Linked DNA regions of Rattus norvegicus: region 1 is linked to region 2. The links are chromatin contacts, called in public Hi-C maps. All regions are on one chromosome and are shown on one strand. Each heading gives the region's core, a stretch centred on a gene start, on an enhancer-like site or on the middle of the called end of the contact. The rest is flanking DNA. Distances are from core to core; before and after follow the strand shown.

Evidence for each region. A called contact is a pair of places that touch in the nucleus more often than the background predicts.
Region 1: a Hi-C map of frontal cortex shows a contact between it and region 2, with 2.4 times the contacts expected there. The contact joins two enhancer-like sites. A contact is called at or near these places in 2 of 12 Hi-C or Micro-C datasets (frontal cortex and prefrontal cortex).

Annotation. Positions count from the first base shown.
Region 1 is chr8:58,978,071-58,982,934 of GRCr8, reverse strand. The region is part of intron 1 of Ncam1 (neural cell adhesion molecule 1); the gene reads left to right. Among named protein-coding and RNA genes, the nearest start is that of Ncam1, 81 kb to the left of the region's middle. Within about 2 kb of position 1,379, at least 11 of the 93 cell types and tissues checked have an H3K27ac peak or open chromatin away from gene starts, as enhancers often do.
Region 2 is chr8:58,878,228-58,882,982 of GRCr8, reverse strand. The region is part of intron 1 of Ncam1 (neural cell adhesion molecule 1); the gene reads left to right. Among named protein-coding and RNA genes, the nearest start is that of Ttc12, 140 kb to the right of the region's middle. Within about 2 kb of position 2,607, at least 44 of the 93 cell types and tissues checked have an H3K27ac peak or open chromatin away from gene starts, as enhancers often do.

The sequences.
Region 1 (4,864 bases), core at 130-2,629, 100 kb before region 2:
CTTCTCCTGCCCAAACTCCAGCAGTCCACATAGTACCTTCTTTAACTAGGAAAACTAGCCACCGGGGGGGGGGGGAGCTTCCACTTTTAAGTACCAATTTGATTTCTGTAAATCCTGTTACCAAAGTATGTAGTGTCTTCATCAATAGTGTCTTACTAAAAAGTCCTGATAGTCCATCAAGAGCAACAGCGATAGAATGTATTGCTCTGAGAGTCTCTGGGGACTCCCTTGTCAACAATTCAAATAGAGGTACCACATACCTAGAACTGGGATTTTTGTTTAATAACATAGACATTCTGGTAGGAATATTATCAGTCCCATGTAGGGTGGCTCTGTTCACACTGTTTTTTTTTTTTTTTTTAGCACTTGGGAAGTGGAGCAGGAAGAGGAAGGAGGTCATAGGGAATTCGAGGCCAGCCTGTGCTACATGCTCCTACAAATAACCCTCATCCCATTCCTGTAACTAAACCCAGTAAATTCACTGGCTCACTAAGCCAGACCTGGAGGCATTCATTTCTTTGACTTGTCAACAGCGTCCTGTCTGTGGCTTTGGGATTCACACACGCATCAGTGACATACGCGAAGTGTTTCTGATTCGGAGTATTCCCACGGAAGTGAACTTACTGAGACTTCATCATAATTTCTTGGAAAAAACTCAGCTTGCTTTAAGGATGAGGCAATCAAAAGGCAAAATAGTTCCATGAATTGCTCAAAGGGACCCCCAGGAAGAACCAAAAGCCCTGGCCTGTGAATTCTCATTCCTTTGAACTTATCTGACACCAGGCTGACTGGGATATTGTCTTAGCCTAATCTCAGGCTAAAATTGCCCAAACCGTAATAAAATAATAATCAAAATCAAACAATAGCAGTTACATGCTTGTTTTGATGAAGGGACCTCTTGCCCATTGGGGACCCTGACCTTGTTGTCTCTGGAACCCTTGTCTGCCCAGTGTCTGTGACATGGAAGGAGTTTATTCCAAGAGTCTCTGGACCGAGGTTGACTTAAGTTCCCTTCTCCTGCACCCAGACTCTAAACCTTGAAGCTATTTTTGACTCCTTCCTATTTGATCACCACACCAAACCAGACTCTAAACTTTGGAATTATCTTCGACTGCTTCCAACGAGTCCTCCTTATTTCCCCGGTTTACAGCATCCCCAGTTTCTATGGCATTCTCTGTTCCTCTGACATGTCCTCATACTTGTCTCTCTTGCCCCTGTTCTGGTCCCCCAGCCTTCCAGCCTCTGGCTCCACTAACGCAGGACAAGTCTCCCCAAAATGCAGCTCTTCTCCCAAGACTCAGCCTTCTTAGAGTGTGGGGGTTTGAGAGCTTGTCTGAGCCAGGCCACCTCCAAGAAAAGAAGCTCTTCTAAAGCGTAGTCCCAGAGGATGACTGGCTTACCAGAGGGTGTGGGCACCACCCACAACTCTGGTTTCCTGAGACCCAGCCAAGGATCTTGGCTTTGTCTCACTCTACATCTTGTTATTCCCACCATCTGCAGTCCTCATGGATTCTCCCCAGTATGCCCACGGCAGCCCAGGTCTCTTTGTCTGGTGTGGAGACACTCTCGGTGACCCAGTTCCAACATGCTGTTCAAATGATCTCTGCCTAATCCCTAAATCAGTGTTCCAGCCAAGATGTGCTACTCACCATTCCTTCAACAAGCCCACTGCTTTCTCACTTTCTTGTGTCTTTGCCCTTTTAAGGCAGTGTTCTCCACAAAGAATCCCTCCCATATCCCTCATGCCATCCTTCCCACAAGAAACCCCCCTGTGTTTGAAGCCCAAAGGATGCTTAGCCTTGGGAGATCACAGCACTTTGCCTCCCTGCCCCAGATTTATCCTACTCTGTTTTTACATTGTGATGACTTTATGATCATTTTCTTTGCCTACTACAGCCTAGGCAAGAATTATGTCTTATTTATTCTGTATCCTCCCTTATCAGGCTTAGCAGACTGGCCTAGATTAGAATGAGCAACTGCTTTGGTGGGCAAATATTTGGAAAACACCATGCTGAAGAAAGCCCTAGCCAGCATTAAGAGGAAACTGGGACTTTAGACTATCTCCTAAACTATTCAGGTTTGGGAAACCTGGGGAACTGAAGCCCATGTTAAAAGCTAGGCAAGACAGCATGAACCTGGGATCCCGATACTGGGGAAGGATATGGGACAATACCTTGGACTTGACACCTACTAAGTCTAAGAGAATCTTTAAACTCCAGGTAGAATGTGATAGACATCTGCCCTTTGTCTGGCATGGAAACAGTCTCAGTATGTAGCTATACCAGCAAGCTCTGAGGGAGACCCCTGCATCAGTAAATAAGACAGAAGAGGGATCAGAAGAGGACAGGGTCCTCGTGGGCAAGAGGGTCCTCTATCAGAACAAGTGTATAACTGCTATTGTTCGCTTTTGATTATTTTATTACTGATTCGCAATTTTAGCCTGAGACTAGGCTAAGACCATATCCCAGGATGCCTTAGTGTCAGATAAGCTCAGAGCTATGAGAATTCACAGGCCAGGACTCTTGGTTTTCTCTGGACGTCACTTTGAGCAATTCATGGAACTGTTTTGCCTTTTAATTGCCTCGTCCATGTAGTAATCATATATACATCAACCTCTGGCATTTACAGTTTATACATACAAGTGTGTATGTAAACACACATGTACATGTTTGACCCTATAGAGTTGAAATTAGCCACAAAGTTGAAGATATCGTAAAGATGATCAGGGACTACCTCTTGCCCTTCCTGCCTATGCTGGTTGTTATGAGACTGCTTCCCTGAGTGGTAGAAATGGCTTTCCTATTTATAATCAGGCTTCATGTGCTGGCTCTGGGCATCCTTGGGAGAAATGGCTGTTTATTTCTTGGGATGTGGTTGTCGAGTTTCACAACTTCTATGGTACCCGATGTGAATGTTCATCTCCAGAGCGGCAGACACCTCATCATTTATGTAAATGTTGTCAGTTTGTCTAATTATACCTCAGATTTACATAGAAAGAATATGCCTAACCAAAGGGAAAACTTAACCGATTAAAACAACTGTATTCTGCATCTGCTGAACCAAAGGTGCTAAATGAGGCAAATACTGAGCAGAATGAGTGCGAGGTTGCAGTAGTAATAAAGTTCATATCCTAGTCTCTTTCATTCAGAAGGGACTTTGCATTGGGCAAATTTGGGCTAACTTGAATATTTGAATTTGACTTAGCAGAGGGTTTGTTTGTTTGTTTTTATGGTGCGCGTGCGTGCGTGCGTGTGTGTGTGTGTGTGTGTGTGTGTGTGTGTGTGTGGTGCATGCATATTTCTATGCATGCTTTGCATCTGTTTGAGTACATGTTCTTGCATATGGGGGTTGTTGGGAATCACCCCTGAGCATCTTTCACCTTATTCATTGGTATAGGGTGTCTCAATCCCAGCATGCTTAAATATGGCTAGTCACAGTCTGAGCATGCTCACATGATTAGTCCTAACCTGAGCATGTGTATATGGCTAGTCAACTTGCTCTGTCTCTACCTTAGGAATCTGGAATTATAGACTGGCTGCCATATCCACCGAACATTTATGTGGATTTGTAGGGATCCAAACTTTTATCCTCATAGTTATTTTTTAAGTGCCTTAACCAATGTGCCTACTCTCCAGCCCCTCTCTTACTTCTTTGCACACTGCAAGACCTGGCTAGTGTGTCACTTCTGTTGCTCCGAATTATGTCTCGAAGGATGATGGAAAAATCTAATTGGCCTTCGCCAAGTTTATTGCTCAACAGTATGATCCAGGGCTTTAAATTGTTCTTGCATGCAGACAGTAATGAACATCAACAGCTTCATCCTTTATTTCTACCTTAAAGACCAAATTAACAAGGAAAGTCACACAAACTAATTGCTAAGGAAACTGAAGAGCAACAAGTTATCTATCCCTTGCTATGTAAGTCTAAGGAATAAAGCCTGGGGTTATTTTAGGGACAGGGCTGGGAAAATATTCTAGCTTTTAGAGAGTTATTTATCCAGGGTCTAGACTTTAGGCTACAAGCATCCAATAGAAACAAAATGAGAAAAAAACAACTCCATAATACATTTACATTTTTCCCATAGCCACATTGACAAAAATAAGAATAGAGTAGAAACTAATTTTAATAATATATTTTATTCAATTAAATATATACAGGATATAACATGTAATTCCCAATTTTTAAATTATCAGCAATTTATGTTGCTGTTGTTAGACTTTAAGATCTCACATGTATGTTACACCTTTTGGGTTCAGAGTGGCCTTGTTTCAACTGTCTAATAGTCACATGCTAATGGTGACCACTGTTAGCAACAGTTGGGCTCCATGCTGGGATTTAATTATCTGAGAACAAAAATGGTAAAGAAATGATTTGCTCATCACTTTGAAAAAGAGTCGGCAAGCCTTTTTAATAATGTGCCAGCCAGGGAATTGGTGTCATGTGCCTGTCATCCCAGCGCTTGAGACACTGATGCAAGAGGTCATGAGTTCAAGTGCAGTCTCAGCTATATAGTGTCAGTCTCTCTGAAAAGAGAATAGAGGTGTAAATAAAAAAAAACTCAGGGTTTTGTGGGCCATATGTTTCCTCCCCTCTTAGAATATAGCACAAACGTAGTTACAGACATTGCTTTAAAAATTATATGAGGCTCTGTTTCAATAAAACTTGATTTGTATAAACAAGCTGTGGATGAATTTGGCTTCGGCGCTACTTCGCCTACCCTTTCCTAACTTTAAAGCATAGTGCTGTAGCATATAAATGAAAATAATTTCTGCCTGAGAGGACTGTGTGTACGTGAGATATCTCTGTATTTAGCAACCATAAATGTAGCAAGTCATGGCTACTAGAGTTGATTTCCTTTGCCATG
Region 2 (4,755 bases), core at 1,358-3,857:
ACAGACCTTTGTTAGGAAAGGTTACACTTGTCCTTTGTATTTGAACTTGAACCTGGGCTCGATCCAGTGATGTTGCCTTAAATATAAAAACTATAAAAGCTAAGAGGGTGGAAAAATTGAGGATTCATGGATGACAGTAACATTATGATACCCAAACATTAAATCACAAATAGTGCCTTATTGTTGTAACCACTGCAAGAAAAATCAGAATCTTCAACCCAGCGTTTGTCTATGAAGCTTGCAAACACCTTAACCATATTAATAAAGATAATGTCCACACTGCCTTCCTCTATTTCCCTTCCAAGGGCTGGGATTTCACACACATACTACCACACCCAGCTTTTTTATGTGAATTCTGGGGATCAAACCGGTCCCCACATTTGCACAGCAGCCCTTTATGGACTATGCCATCACCAGTCCCTTCCTTCTCTTATCAGTGACCTGTGTAGCCATTGTCTGGGTCTAACACAACAGGAAGAATGCCACCTTTCAATATTTTCCAGGTCCACTTAAAGAAATGTTTCTGCCTGTGCCTCTTGTGTAAATTGAGCTACGAGTAGCATTTTAGCTGATGTGCTCTGAGCAAAGCATACTTCCTCTTGCCATTGTAAACTCACCCTTGTATGCTGGAGGTTACAACTCAAGTACCTCTGAATATAACCCGACAAGCCTGTGGGTCTGCAAGTGAGTCCTCCTGGCACTAGTATCTGGATTCATCCAGACACAGGCATCTTCACTAACATTTTTTAGTTGGTTTTCATCAAAATCACTCATAATCTGGCTTAATGATTCCATAAAAGCCTTGGTTTACCCTGCCCCATGTGAATGAAAGTATTTGCCATGAAAAAAAAATTGGTTATTAGTTTTATAGCCCTACCTACTTCCATGCCTCTCTCTATAAAGAATATGAGAAGAGATATTAAATCTCAATTTTTAATAACATTATTGACATCATCGGGGAGCTTTATAACACTTGACATTTGCTTTCAGTGTTGGGGAAAGAGAAAGGAAGTAAATTGATTTGGTATTTATTTCTGAAGTTGGGGTATGACAAGTTAACTTTAAACATAAAATATGTAGGCGCTTTGGAACACAATGAACGGAATGGGTTGTTGGTTTTGAAAGTGAACATAAATTTTAGAATCAAATGGGTAATGTGGTAATGATAATAACATCATTTGATTGCTAAATGAACCTGTTTTATGATATTCATCATTGGATTTCTATTGCCACCTAGACAGCCTTCAAAACTGATATAAAGTGATGTCTGGACCTGCAGAACACAGCTCATGGCTGAACATACAGCTCTTGTAATAAAAGTTAAATTCCTCAGAGTGCTAGGCTTTCGATAGACCCTTCGTTTTCTGCAGACAAATGTATGTGTTTCAAAAGAACACCCTCCAAATGTAGACGTCTTCGTAAGAAACAGACATCCATTTTGCAGTGGGTGTTTGCTTCCAGTTGTTAACAATGCAGGAACAGTCAGTCAGTCACACAGGGGAGACAATGGTGATGTTGGCTGGGCCCATGTAGATAAGATCTAGAAAAGGCTTAGTAAGATTGTTGTGGGGTAAAGAGAAGCCAAGATCACTACCTTAAACAGGTCAACTGTGACTCAAAGGCTGGCTTAAACCCTACCCAATCAATTCAGAAAGATTCTTACTTTATTTTTTGTTTTTATACAGGTCTCATGTAGCTCAGGCTAACCTCAGACATATGTAACTGAGAATTACCCCTGCTTCTGTCTATAAGACCTGGGACTATAGGCATGAATCATCACAGCCAGACCAAAAAAGTTCCCATTGTATAATAAATGGTGCAGAAAGTGTGCTTGGCAAGTTCCAAGCCAGTAAGAGACTGTCTAGAAAAACAAAATGTATAGGACCTAGGAAACAACACTTAGGGCTATCCTTCCACCTCTACATGTACATGCACATACACATGCACAGAGGTGCACTCTCACCCTGCACACACATGTGTGCCCTTGCATGCATGAACACACACACACACACACACACACACACACACACACACACTTATTAAAATGACAACTTATCATCACATTTGGTCACTAGACAATTAAGACAGACTCACTCGGGCACCAGTGGGATTTGAATGCATGAGATTCAGTACCTTATTCAGTACCATATGAGCTAGAGAGTTCCCTGGTTGAGCCATTAGCTTGCTGCCAGATGCTCTGGGGTGGTAAAATGCTTGTTTCTGCGTCGCCTACTTGCACGTCCAGGCAAAGGCTTACAACTTTGTATGTCTGCATCCGCCACCCAGCTTCTTGTATCTGCTCTTCCTATCCCCACGAGTGCCAGTCTGCCCGAGTTCTTTTCCCTGCCTTGTTAAATGAAGACGATGCCATCTTATTTACCCCAGCAGTGTTTCTGGTGTAGATAGACGTTAAGCTATGCAATAGTTTTTTTTAAATGAAATTTTAATTACTTTCTGCTATTCTGAGCTCATTGCAATCAGCAGCCATCTTGCTGGAAGATAAAACAAAACAAAGCCTGCTCATCGGGAGGAGCAAAGGCCTTTTGCAGAGTGGGGCACAGAAGCCCATTGTCAGCAGCAGCTGTGGACGCCTTCTCCAGGCACAGGCTCAACTGCCACAGGGTTCAGGTTTTCCACTGATGTTCCTCTTCCCTAATGAGGTCACCTCTCAGCACAGTAGGGGAATGACTCTGCTAATGGGAGACTCAGAAATGCATGTTGCAATTACCACTCTTTGTTTCTAGCTCTCTCCCATAGTTTCCAAACAGCCCCGAGAGCTAGAAAGGGGGAGGGGGGGTTGCTTGCTCCTCTGCAAATATGGAACAGAGCTAGATAGGGAAGCTGCCTCTCTTATTGACTAGCCCCTGAATTCCAGCCTACGTGCTGTTATTTCTAGAACACCGAGGATGACAGCAACTCACTATCCACCGAAATGATTCTGGTCAGCAGTTCATGTGATGACCCTGCTGGCACAGCAACCAAAACTTTGTCAATGACAACTTCATATATTTCATTAGTCATTTGATCTACATGTATATACTTCGCCTTCGAAAGATTTAGATGGCCCATCTGTGGCATCCCTCTGGTACCGTCTTCTACAGAATAGACATAACACCACCATGTCAAGCCCACTGTTCAAAATGAGCAAAGTAAAATGCATAGAAATGCTTTGGAAAATGCATAATTCTCTAAGAAAACGGTGCCTGATGATGATAAGCAGCAAAATAGTTTGTGTGTGTGTGTGTGTGTGTGTGTGTGTGCGCACGCGCGCGCGCGCATAATACAGAAAGGGAAAACAAATGAATAAGAATATTCCCCTTCATGTTTCCCTTTCAAGGACTCTGAGAGGGGACACTCCAGACAGTGACTGGGGCTGGCACTGGGTCGATTCAGGATACAGGGGTGTGGCTCTCCCTTGCTATTGTAATCTCTGTTCTCTCTGAGGACTGGATTAGGATCCTCAGTTGCCATGACAACAAGCAGCTCTTAGCTGCACTGCTTTGGTTATTTTGTTTATTTGTTTGTTTGTTTGTTGAGCCTTTCTTTTTCCCTTTAATTTGTCAGAGAAAACTCTTATTTGGATTTTTCAATCATCTAAACTCCTGACTATTTCTTGGATCTAGTTGTAAACCACTAATTCCTCTTTCCCTAGATGTTTCCTCTCAGTGAGACAGGATGAAGGGTAGAATATGAAACAAGATCCTGTTTGAATGCCAGCCTGCAGTTGAGGAAGCAGGCATTCTTCCAAGGGAAAACATTAGCTGGAGTTTTGTCAGGGTGTGGAGGCTGATCCAAAGCTTTGATGTGCCTCTCTGTCTTGAATTTATGGGTACATAATCACCTAGGTGGCTGTGTGTGTCCAGCATCTCTGTGGACACATTCAGGTATGCTCAGACCTCACAGTAATGTTGAGAAGGTAGTGTTTCTGTCCTACGTTCAAGAAGGCATGTCAGTCTCAGAAAAGCTGTGCCTCCACATGGGCTTCCCCACCTCACTCTTGTGCATGAGGCCCCTCATTTTTCTCAGAGGGATAAAACAGAAACTATTTTACCTCCTGCTCTCTCACTATTGGCCAAAATTCTCATCATCCCAGCTCTTCCCTGATAGGACCATGTTAAGTCAAATAGGAGCATCACTTAATGGTTTCAAGCAAACCAGTAGGTCAGAATTCTGAAGGGAATGATCTGATCGCCCATACTCTCCTCTAACCAATGCTCCTAAAAGTCATTTTCTGGAGCTTAGCTCTTTGTAGATGGGAGGAAGTGACCTTGCTGGGTTTGGGGTAGACCCTTGGTCATTCTCTATGATAAGAGCCCACATCCCCACAACAGCAGATACAAGGCTAAGTGTGTGCCTTTTTGATTCATCTCTATTTGCATTCATTACTAGGAATCAAAATAAGACCTGATATATGCTGGCGAGGACTCGTCCATGGAGCAGCAACCACAGCTCCATTTTTCTGCCTTAATGGGGTTGATAGTTTATTATTTATCGACGAATGATACCCCAAAAGATATGTTTTATAAGGATTAATCTGTAGAGCACATAGAATTGCATATGAGGGCAGAGACTGGGCCAAGAGAAGCCATCTAGGAATCAGATACCGTAATCCAGATGAAGGATAACATATGGTGGAAGACAGAGCCAGGGGAATAAAAGAAGACGGATACATGGAGGAAGCAAGACGATGCAAACAGAAGGGCTGGCAGTGAGTCTGGAAGCTAGGTCTGAGCTGCAGGGTTGGAACCAGATGAC